Regions from separate parts of the Oryctolagus cuniculus genome. Here regions 1 and 2 are each linked to region 3. The links are chromatin contacts, called in public Hi-C maps. All regions are on one chromosome and are shown on one strand. The core of a region is the stretch at or near the end of the contact, and the rest is flanking DNA. Distances in the headings are between cores, read along the strand shown.

What was found. A called contact is a pair of places that touch in the nucleus more often than the background predicts.
Region 1: a contact with region 3 is called in a Hi-C map of psoas muscle, with 4 times the contacts expected there. The contact joins the enhancer-like site here to the promoter of TATDN3 in region 3. A contact is called at or near these places in 2 of 6 Hi-C or Micro-C datasets (embryonic fibroblasts and psoas muscle).
Region 2: a contact with region 3 is called in a Hi-C map of an unstated tissue, with 4 times the contacts expected there. The contact joins the promoter of NEK2 here to the promoter of TATDN3 in region 3. A contact is called at or near these places in 2 of 6 Hi-C or Micro-C datasets (skin fibroblasts and an unstated tissue).

Annotation. Positions count from the first base shown.
Region 1 is chr13:26,578,702-26,582,650 of mOryCun1.1, forward strand. It overlaps DTL (denticleless E3 ubiquitin protein ligase homolog), which reads left to right. Exons shown (of 15, transcript XM_002717528.5): 8 at 2,014-2,087; 9 at 2,925-3,028; 10 at 3,336-3,440. Among named protein-coding and RNA genes, the nearest start is that of INTS7, 27 kb to the left of the region's middle. Within about 2 kb of position 2,695, at least 1 of the 8 cell types and tissues checked has an H3K27ac peak or open chromatin away from gene starts, as enhancers often do.
Region 2 is chr13:26,253,256-26,257,208 of mOryCun1.1, forward strand. It overlaps NEK2 (NIMA related kinase 2), which reads right to left and starts at 1,435. Exons shown (of 8, transcript XM_002717530.5): 1 at 1,206-1,435; 2 at 218-435. The coding sequence starts at 1,301.
Region 3 is chr13:27,218,899-27,222,872 of mOryCun1.1, forward strand. TATDN3 (TatD DNase domain containing 3) reads left to right here and starts at 2,669. Exons shown (of 9, transcript XM_017347795.3): 1 at 2,669-2,806. The coding sequence starts at 2,741. NSL1 (NSL1 component of MIS12 kinetochore complex) reads right to left here and starts at 2,643. Exons shown (of 6, transcript XM_051821327.2): 1 at 2,345-2,643. The coding sequence starts at 2,578.

The sequences.
Region 1 (3,949 bases), core at 1,445-3,944, 640 kb before region 3:
AATGCAGTGGCTTTTATCTTTGTACTATGCCTCTGTAGATAAGTGGAGTGTCTGCTTTCGGTGAATATCTAGAAGCATGTGGTGGGTTGGCCAGGAAGCTCTTCAGTTCTCTAGTACGAAGGGCATGTCTAAGGTGACACACCAAGGTTTGTCATGGTAAACCTTTTTTTTAATCAGAAGGTAAGTTTATTCTGCTCAGCTGAGCTCCTCTCCTCAATGGAGACCAGAGCCTGAGCACTAGCCCCAATGGGTATAATATTCACCCACTCTGCCCAAGAACCACACAAAGGAACTGTGCAGTTCTCAGTGTAGGCTTAGATTCCTCAGCAGTGTCCTTCACCAGGTGACCAGGAAGCCCTGAGCATGTGGAGTCTCCCACAGTGACTGCCCAAAGTCCCAGCCACACCACGAATCCTCCCACACAGCCTCGGTTTTTTTCACAGTCCTGGTACCCAAGCCTCCCATAGTTACAAGCACCCAGCCCCCTGTTAGTTCTCCCCACCAGTCAGGAGTCTCTACCCAGCTGGTTGCTAGGCACAGACACAAGCTGGCGTAGCTGTTAACGTACATCCAAAATGGTGCCCCCTCTATCAGCCTGTTACAGGACACCATTGTAAAGTGATCAGGGGTTTTTGCTTTTTTCCTTCTCTAATTTGACAGGTACACTGTCCCTTATGGGGCTCCAAGCCAGGTTCCCTCTAGACTCTTCCTGCAGCTTTATCGCCAGTGGCTTGGGCTGCTGCTGTCTTGTCTTACCTCACTCTCCAACACTGGTGGATAGGCTCTCGGCTGCTGGGGTCCTGAGTTGCAGGCATCCACACCCTCTACATATGTCCCTCTAATTTGATTAGAGTTTCCTCTGCCATTTTCTCCCTACCTCTTGCTGGAGACTGCACTCTCCACTTTTTTAAAACTAACTTCTAGACTGGAGCAGTAAGCTCCCCTACTCTGCCATCTTGGAAGCTCCCTATAAACTTTTCATAAAGCATTAATGATTGCTCCATTCTTTCTCTTAAGCCTCGTCATAAAATTGCTTCAATTTTAGCAGAATTCATATTGCTCTGATGGGCTTCTTTTCAAACTAGTGTCTTACCCTTCTTAGTCCCTCAAACTAGGTCCTGTTCAGACCCGAAACAAGTTAGTGTGAATTTAATGCGTTTCACTTTCAAATATACTTGACTTGTGGGATCAAAGTATTTTTGGGCAAGTATGGTTACCAAAACAAAAGGACTTAAAACTGTATCTCCTGTCCATGAATGGAATACAGAAATGAGTGAAAACAGTGGTCTGTGGAGTCCAAATGACGTTAAAGTGTTTTAAAATTTCAGACATTTAATCAGATTCTGAGCTTCGAGAATCTTTTAGGTAATAGCAATAAAAATTTCACAAGTCTCTTTTAACTTTTTCAGAGCATATAATCTTTGATCCATAATTCTTTAGAGACTCCTATATAATAATATAGGTAGACAGCAACATTTTGTAAATGGAACGTGAATAGGGAAAAAATGTGTACAGTTTTCTAAGATGACACAGTTTAGATTGGCTGTTCTAAGTAGACCCAGTAGAAGTTCTGGCTTTATGGAATGAGGACCAGCCACTTTTGTTAGTTATTTTCTTTCTTTTACTTTCTTTTGAAATAAAATCTTGTAATCACCAGTTTGTTTCTTGAGTACAAGTTAAAGTATTAACACTATGTACTATAACTTAATGATATTTAGGTCATTTTCTTCAGAATCTACGTAAGGGTCTTCAGAAAATTCCTGGAAAATATGTATTATGAAACAGCTGTCTGTGGATTTAAAAATTTTGTGCACTAAAATAAATTTCCATTTTCCAAGAACTTTTGGAAATGTGTTTGTATACCTAATTAGGATTATTGAAAAGAGAAGCTTTAATCTACTTCAGAGTTTGGAGGAGGGAGGGAGGGAGCCATATTCTGATACTTTGTTTTGATGGTGAAGATTATAATGCCTAAGGTAGAATTTCCTCCTTTTCTTTTTCTTGTGCTGTTAGGATTTCCAGCAGAGTGTTACTGTTGTCCTTTTTCAAGATGAGAATACTTTGGTCTCTGCAGGAGCTGTGGATGGGTAAGAGTCTTTATTTCTTGGTTCTTTTGATGAAGTCACTTAGTTTCTTTATAAATGAATGTGTGGTTTTAACTTTTGACATAGTACCCCAGCTGAGAAGAAGAACTAGAGGTTACACTAGAAAAGATGGAGTTAGAACTTTTGCTCAAATAATTAAATGTAATAACACCTGTGAAACTTATAGGACCAGTGTTACCTGCTGCTTCAATTATAGAAAAATCTAAAAGTTACGGGTTATATTTGTGAATATCTGTGAGAGCTGTTTTACACTTTATATTTATATTTCATACTGCCATTTTATATCAAGTTTGTGTTTTCAAGTTGTCCACAAAGTGCAAGTAGAGGATTAAGACAATTATATCAATAGATGAAATGAAAAAGTGTTTTTCTATATTTTACAAGAAAATTTGTTTAGGTTACTTAAAGAGTTATGTGAAGAAATATTACAACCATAAGGACAGAGCTTGCTGCTTGTGATGTCAGAGGATATATGCAGAGTATTAAAGGCTTAGGAAGTGTTTTTTCTAAAAACAATGGAACAGTGACTATCAGCACTCTACCTTCAGCTTCCTTTTCCGTTCCCTTGGAGTAAACTCCGGTAACTCATCACTGGGTCAAATCACATCTGTTTCCGATCTGTCAGAACTGTAAGTCTAACATTGGAGATGACGGTATGAGATAGTTCAATTTGTTTCCCAATGAGATGTCCTCACTGTACCTGGTGAATGTGTCAGAGGAGTTAGATTAAAAGTCATTTCACATTCCATGTAATTGAAGTTGTTTGGAGTTAGGAGAAGATCTGCAAAGAAACATTTGTCTTGGTTTTTTCTTTTTTAGGATAATCAAGGTATGGGATTTGCGTAAGAATTATACTGCTTATCGACAAGAACCAATAGCGTCCAAGTCTTTCCTGTACCCAGGCAGCAGCACACGAAAACTAGGTAAGCCTTTTCCTAGATTGTGCAATTTTGGGGGGAAGATTTGAGTTGTTAAAATTTTTAAAAGACAGTATCCAAAAAAAAAAAATAAATTAGGCTACTTTTTAGCAACATAGGCTTGAGAACTTATAAAGTGTGTTTGCATCTTTTTAAACTTCAAAGGATAAAAACTCAAGCATATTTTTGGTTTATATATTTAGAGGACAAAGAATTCTGATGACTCTTGTGGAATGATCTAATTTTGCCTCTACATTTTAGCCTCATATGTATACATAATCAGGACATGCTAACTGAAGATTGTTTTTTCTAGGATACTCAAGTTTGATTTTGGATTCCACTGGCTCTACTTTATTTGCTAATTGCACAGATGACAACATCTACATGTTCAATATGACTGGATTAAAGACTTCTCCGGGTAAGATATTAATCATTCAGATTCTCTTACTGGAAAACTAACATGGGCTCTTTTGTTAATGATAATTTAATGTTTTTTTGTTTTTTCTTAAACTAGATAATTAAGCCACCTGAAGACTTTGGCATCTTTGCTTGGTTCCCTGGTATTTTCATAGGTGTACTTTCTTTGTGATACCTTCGGAAGTAAACAAAACTCTGCTCTATATGGGACTTATTTATAGTGAATCTGTTGTCCTGAAATGATGCCTTTTGGCCTATATTTAAATTATCTTAATTTTTTATTTACTAAGCTGTGGGATTGAGAACTGTTCTCAGCTTTTGTCCTCTTTTGAGAACTGTTAGTTAAAAGCAGAAGGCTGAATTTTGCAGACCCCTAAAATAGTTCCAAATTCATCTTCTTCCCTCTCTCAAGAATATAAAAATAGAACCTGACACTTAGAACTAATAAAACCCGAGTTTCTGAAGCATTTTTAAGGAGGGTTATTTGAGTTATATTTTTAAGAACATCTT
Region 2 (3,953 bases), core at 185-2,684, 970 kb before region 3:
CCATATGGGAGGCCGGTAGCGCGGGCGGCGGCTTATCCCATCATGCCACACACTGGCCCCGGGGAAAATGTTATTTTGATGTGAAACCTGGGTGTTGAGCCATGCCAGGAATTTCCTAAAATACCATGGACTCACAAAATACAAGAAGTCTTCCACTATCACAAGATGCTTAACAGAAACGCGAGCAGGCCCACGTCAGCTGCCAGTTCCAGATTACCTCTCCTTGGTTCCCTTGGCAATCACGCTCGCCAGGTCCCCTCCTTCGCAGTACTCCATCACGATGTACAGAGTCGTGTTGGTTCGGTCGATGATGCGGTCATAGTAGCGCACGATGTTCGGATGCTTCAGCTCGCGAAGCAGATTCACTTCAGATACAAGCATCTGCTTCTCAGCCTCTGTCATGGAGCCATAGTCAAGTTCTTTCCAAACTAATATCTGGAACCAGAATGGCCAAGGTCTGAATAAACTTCCCATTCTTTCAAAAAGAATTAAAGCGCCAACATGTGAAGAACTCACCTCCCTTTAAAATATAGCCTACAAAAGCCAAGGTCATTATCATCTAATTTAGTGCAATAAAGGTAGAGTCCTGTGTTGCCATCCTCAACCTTTCTCCAGCTTTTGAGCAGTGAAAGATGCTTTGCAGGTTGGGGGTCGGGGGGAGAGAAGGGGGTGCACTAGGCCTCCCACCTCGCCCCTATGAGCTGTCCGTGGGAGGATGGCAAAGCCCCTGAGCATTGCGACTGGTCACGCTTTCCCAGGGCTCAGCAGCGGGCAGTTTCCCCGGCAACGTCTCCTTCTGTACAAGATCCACCTACACACATCGGGAAACGCCCACCCCCAAATCCGGAGAATTGCTATTATTTAAATGATATGTAAATGTCAGGTTCCCTTGGTCCCAAGAGGGTCAATCTTCTCCACAAACAGCTCAGGGGTCAGCTGCCTGTCACCAAAGGGAAGCCCTTGGCAGGTCAAAGCAGGAGAAAGGGAGGAAAGGGGAGAAGAGGGGACACGATGGGAAAAAAATTATATATATATTTTTCAAAGGACGAAGTCTCCCGCCCCGCAGGACAAGCTGTCAGCGCACGCCTGGAGAGAGGGCTGAACCTTCCCGGCGCCCAACAGCCTCGGGCCCCGCGGATCCCCGGGGCGGCCCCGGGCGGACGAAACCTCCGCCGGGGCGGGGACAGGGAAGGGCCCGCGCTCACCTTGCCGTCGCTCTTCCTCCGGACCTTCTGGCAGCGGCCATAGGAGCCCGTGCCAATGGTGTACAGCACTTCGTAGTCCTCCACCCGGGACGGCATGGCCGAGCCCGTCGCCGGACTCGCGCTCCCCCCGGCAGGTCGCGCCGCGGCCACAGAGCTGAGGCCAGCACCCCGGAGAACCCCCCCAGGCTGCCCCGACCCGCTCCCCGGCCTTCGGCCCGGTTTAACCGTCGCGGGCCCGGATCTCGCAATCTATTGGTGGACGCCGAGGTCTCTTCGTCCCTCTGATTGGCTGAGACGATCACAACACCCTAGGCATCCTGGGAAAAGTGTGTCGCTAGGCAACCGCGTCGGCTTCGCCTTCAGCGTGGACTTCCTTCTAGGGGAGGAGGGGGCGGAGCTAAACCAAAGGAAGGGCTAGGGAAAGAAAACGCGGAAGGCAGGTGGGTCTTAGCAACAATATCCCTCCGGTTGAGATCGCCTAGGTAACCGAGGTTCGGGACCTTTCCAGAGACCCTCAACCAACTGCCTTCTGACCTTTGCACTCTGACCCCTCGCGACTCCTCTGGTACCCTGAATCTGGGCGGGGCCGCGCTGGAGACTGAGTACAAAGGGGAACCGAGCTGTTCTCGGAAGGAGTCACAGCTTCCGCTGCGGCAGGACCGCCCGAAGTCCCCGCGTGGCGTCCACAGCGCCCTGGGGAGCGGGAATTCGCATCCCTGCTGTTTCCCAAGCCCGGGAGGCGGAAACCCCTTGCTTCAGGCCCAACAGCCGAGATCAGACCCATCAGCACAAAAACAGTGGCTGCTCCTGGTGTTGACTTCGGCCTCGCGCGTGGCCTGGTGGAGGGACGAGCAGCGTGCAGGCCTGTTCCACACGCAGACGTGCACAAACCTGGGGGAGAGGTCGGAAGTCCCTGATGCGTGGGGGGAGCCATGCATATAGTGGCTCTGAGGCAGGCGCAGCTTCCTACCAAAAATTATTTTAAAATTATTTTTAAAAATTATTTTAAAAGAAGCTACTAAATAGGTTTTCTGGGTTCCAGTATTAAGTATTCTCAACTGAGAATACTTAATGAGCCACGGTAGGGCACCCGCAGAAGTGAGCATTCTCAGCTCTCCCAGCCCAGTGAAACTGTCCCAGAGTCCCAGCGAGGGCTGGGTCGGGGAGCATTGAAGCCAATGCGTGGCAGTGTGTAAGCAGGTCAAGATTCTTTAGATATCTGTTCAGTATGGTGTGGAAAGGAGCTTATGGTAGGTGAGCAATAAATATTTGCTGATACGCTTTGCCTAGGAGCTGCTCTCCAGGCTCCTGGGATGCCTGCATCACAAATCAGTGTCCCAGGTGGAGTCCCTGCTACTCTGTTTCTGTTCCCACCCAGGTGGGAGACGCAGAGGGAGTTCCTGGCCCCTGGTTTCAGCTTGGCCCAGCCCTAGCTCTTGTGGGCATTTGGGGAGTGAACATGTGGATGGAAGATCTGTCTCTCTCTCTCTCTCTCTCTCTATCTCTCTCTCATTGTCACCCTGCCTTTCAAACAAATAAAAATAAAAAAGCTTAAAAATAAAATTGGAGAAAGCTGTTTATTAAGAACTATGCAAGGATTTGGAGGGAGCCTCAGATACTCGGTTTTCCAATGCCCTTTGCTCTATGGCGGAGACAAAATATTTGGGAAGGAGTCATTCCAGGAGTGGAATGTGGCCTGTAGGCACTGCTCATCCAGAAAATATTTGTTGAGTCCTTACTATGAAGCAGGTATGACAGGCATTGATATGCTTGGTGTTTGCTTACAAAGAGAGAGTGGAGCCACAGTGACCACAATAAAGGGTGGTGGAGGCATGACATGACAAAATGCTAACGACTGGTCAACAGTCGCCCCTCATTTCTGGATGGGGGAAGGGCAGAACTGCCCCAGAACCCTCTAGACCCCGGGATAGAGACATCGGTGACTGAGGATCAGGTGGGCGTCCAACAGGAACGTGTTACATTCCCATGCCCTTATTGCTTCCTGTCTCCATAGCCCATCAACTCTTGGTAATATTTATGTATTTATTTGAAAAGCAAAGACAGAGACAGAGATCTCCCATTTGCTGATTCACTCCCCAAATTCAAATACTTGCAATAGCTGAGGCTGGGCAGGAGCTGGGAACTCAGCCTGGGCTTCCCGTGTGCATGGCAGGAATCTGACTGCCTGCTTCCCTGCGGGGTAGGCCCTAAGTCCAGGCTGGGACCAGGAGCAGAGGCAGGACTTGGCAGCAGGCACTCCGGTATGGGACGCATACCCTGCGTCCCAAGTGGTCCCTTCACCACTATGCTGAATGCCCGCCCCTCCAGCCATTCCTCAAGATTCAACTCATGCCGTTTCTTCCCTGAAGTTTTGCCAGATTGGCTTTGATCCACTGCTGTCTTCTGGTGATTCCCAAGTCAAGACCGTGCTCCTCACGCACTGAGAACTTGCCGTAGACAATGCTATTAATACTAGCTTCTCCTCCGGGTCCATCTTATCCGCCCTATTACATTAAAAACTACTCCTTCAACAGATATAAATTGAGGCCCTACTGGATGCTGAGGATACCACAGTGGTAGGACAGACTTACAGGGCTGGAGGGTGCAATGTAAGTACACAAAAAAACTCAACCATCACAAATTGTGGTGAGAAATGAGAAGTCAACAAGGAGATTTAGACAGAGAACAAGGGCAGGGGCAGCCCCATGAACCCGGGAACTTCTATGTAATGGCTCTCCCCATGCCTGG
Region 3 (3,974 bases), core at 1,419-3,918:
CTTTAAGGGGAAAAATACATAAATCCAAAAGTAGAAAATTAATTAAACAACACATACATACCATGTAGGACTGAAAAAGAATGAAGAACACGTAATAGCCAGACATATTTGGCTAAAACAAACAAAAAAACTCCAAAAATCAAAAAACAATGTGGGGCCATCATTATGACATACAGGGGATAAAGCCACAGCCTATAATACCAGCATCCCACATGGGTGCCAGTTTGTGTCCTAACTGCTCCACTTCCGATCCAGCTCCCAGCTAACAGCCTGGGAAAAGAAGTATGCTTGAGTGTTTGGGCCCCTACCACCCATGTGGGAGACCTGGATGAAGCTTCTGGCTCCAGGTTTCAGCATGGCCCAGCTCTGGCTGTTGCGGCCATCTGGGCAGTGAAGTAGCGGATGGAAGAGTGCTCGCTCACTTGTTTTCTCCCCCTCTCTTGCTCTGGAACTCTTTCAAAATAAATAAATAAAACAAAAACAAAACAAAAAAAGCATATAGCAGTTGGATAACAATTCATCAGCAAGACCCTATTAATGTAAACAAACAAGCAAACAAAAACAAAAAAGGGGTATAGAAGGTTTACAGCCCCCAACTACTCTCCAAAATACTAAGTTATCTCTAGGAATATGGATGAGGAAGGGGAATTCGAAGCAGACTTTTGTTCTAGGCTATTGTTTGACTTTTCTATAATGAGCATGCACTCTGTACCATCTGTATGATTAAAAATAAGCATAAATCAAGTGATTGATAGCTATGAGTTAAGATACAAGTCCTACATTTTATAAAGTAAAATTTCTACTTTATGGGTTTTCAAGGATTATCTGAAAATGCAAACTGTCTTGGTAATATTGCATGGTTGCATCAATACTTCTTCTTTTTTTTTAAGATTTTCATTTTAGTTATTATTTGAAAGGCAGAGTTACAGAGAGGCAGAGAGAGAGAGAGAGAGAAAGGTCACTCCCCAGATGGTCACAATGGCCGGAACTATGGCAATCTGAAGCCAGGAGCCAGGAGCCAGGAGCTTCTTCTGGGTCCCCCACCCAGGTGCAGGGACCCAAGGACCTGGGCCATCCTCCACTGCTTTCCCAGGCCACAGCAGAAAGCCGATTGGAAGCGAAGCAATAGAGACTCGAACGGGGGCCCATATGGGATGCCAGCACAGCAGGCGGCAGCTTTATCCGCTGTGCCACAGCACCGGCCCTGCTTCAATACTTTTTAAAAAATATATGCTGCTATGCTCATTATACAGCTTTAGATAAAAAGGTACACTGGTATAATCAAAGCCTTATATCTACCCCTTTGTTTAAAACACAAATGAATTCCACTGATATCTTCTAATCCACTTTAAGATCACATAAAATAGGATATATTAGGTTAACCATGCTCTTTTTCTGTGATTAAATGTTTTAAGTACTTTAGCACTCCCTAAGAAAGGACATAGTATACCGTTAGACAACACAACAGTCTTCTCCCCCCACACTACATATATCTGAGGTATATCTCAATTCTCATCATGCTGCCAAGGAGGGAATTATCTAAGAGCCATTGACATTCGAACTGGAATACAGAATCACAACCCGGGTGGGTTTCTTCATTCTTCTTCCATTTGGCCTCTATTCTCACCGTTTGTTTACAGAGGAGTCATTCACACCCACAAACGCACTGCGCTACACTGTAACTATAAACTTTACACTTTTTGCCTACATGCAAATAGTGCACTTTCTTATACAGGCACCAATCCCTCAGTTTCTTGTGTCTTTCCCCAAATAACCTACCGTTTTCTAAGCTTTGCAAAATCTTTGAGAAAGGAAGAGGAAATACGAGGATCAACATGTGATCTTAGTGACGTTTATAACCAAGACATCCTCTTTATCGAGTTCAGACTGGTAGAGAATGCTTTTGCTCTGTTTACAAGAAGATCCAAGCCAGACAAAGGGAAAGACCAGAAGCTAGCAGGGTGACTGACTTCCAGGATTCCCCTGACACCACATGTGGAAAAGCTTAACTCAAACCAAAGAACGTAAAACATCGTATTATTTTGTACAGTATTACATGTCCAAGTGGCACCCTGGAGCTACCTGGGTTCAGTTATTTTCTTTCAATAATTTCACCTGTTTTGTGTTTTCCCTTCCTTCAACATAAACATTATACACGGAGCTCTCCTGCCCTAAGTAATTAACAATACTCGGCTGACATTAGCATCTATTTCGTCCTCCCGTTTTGCAGCAGCCCGGGGCACCATTAACTCTGCCGAAGCCTGGCGTGGGGTCTTCCTGAGCCCGGAGACCCCGGGCGTGGGGAAGGAGGTGAGAATTAAAAGGCAGCAAACGCGGCTCGTACCCACTGCACGTCTCGCAGCACCGGCTCCCGAATCTCCTCCGGCAGCGCATCTCCGAGCTTTTGTATGAAGCTGCCGCACAGTTCTAGCACTTCTGTCACGGCCCGTTTCGAGGTGCAGCGCACCCGGAAGTCCTCTCGGGAAGGGCCGGGGACCGGAGCTTGGCTGGCTGTGGCGGCTACTAGCTCTTCGTCCTGCGGAGGTCCGATCACCACCGCTTCAGGAGCCCCCGCCATTTTTCTAGTTTGAACTGTGGGCGGGGACTCTGGGAACGGAAAGGCGGGTTCCCACGGCTCGAAGGAACACGCGTCCGGGCGGAAACTCGCGCCGCCACAGCCGCAGCGTTCCGGCCCCGGCGTGCTTGGGGAGCTGGTTAGGCCCGGGGTGCAGCAGCGGCGATGGGGGCGGCGGGCGTGGGTTTGGTGGACTGTCACTGCCACCTCTCTGCCCCAGACTTTGACCACGTACGTGAGGGCGAGGCGGGGCTCAAGGGAGCGGGGAGGCCGCCATCCTTTCCCCCTCAGAGTGTTTTTTCTCTCTTCCCTTAGAAGGGAGCCCTGAATTCTCCCCAGGCCCTTGGTCTGTGGCCTTTTGGGATCTAGCCGATTCCCCGTTTGACTCGGTCATACCAATTTTTCTTTCTGATCCTGGTTAGCGGTGACGCATCCTGTCTCCGTGAGACTTCCAGGACCTGGCATCGTCTTCGCTATGCCCCGGCCCCGGCTGTTGATCCCTTCAGGCCGCTCAGCGCCTGGCTGAGCAGCAGCTTCCCCCTCCTAGACCTTGTCGCCCCCGTTTCTAATGCGGGAGAGAGGAGTGCAAAAAGACTGACACACACCACTAATTAAAGTGTTTCACGCCACTTTGGTGCTAGAGAAGGAAGACCGGCTGTGACTTTTAGGGGAAAAACTTCTTAGGTGGGGCCGCTTAAGGTTGGGAAGACGAACCGCCAACCAAGACGGAGATGAGGTGGAGAGGAAAGCAAACAGTTCACAGATCTAGACAGCATAGAGTCTGGCACACTGCAGGTACCGAAAGGCTGGATGAGCCTGATAAGCTAGAAAGAGAGCCATGAAACGAGTCTGGAGAGGTTGGCAGGGGATACTGGAGGTGGGTCAGGAAGGAGTTTGCCTTAGACTCACTGTGCAGATCCATTAAAGGGGTTTTGAAAGAGAGTGACAAAGTCTGGTAACCATTGTCAGACCATTTTTGTTGCTGTGGGGCAAATAGAGGAGAGGACTGGAAGCTAGAAGACCCATTAGTAGGCTTTTGCAATATACAGACAAGAGATGGTGGTGGTTGGTACCATGAGGATAGCAGAGGAGTTTGAAGTGGATTCAGGATATATTTAAGAGATAGAACACGTAGTACATGCTGGGGAATTTACTGTAATGAGTTAAGGTAAGGAAGCAAGGATGACTCAGAATGTTGGCTTATGCTATAGAAAGATGGTGGTGAGGGAAGGAAAGACAGGTTTGGGGTGGGATGGCGAGGTAGGCAGAAGGAATAGATTTGTGGGGAGAAAATAAACACTTATGTTTGGCACATGTTGGGGAGTCTGATCCCATCCAAGTGGAGGTGTCATAGGTCTAGTTATTTTTAAATATGAATCATGGGTTCAGGAGAGAGTTA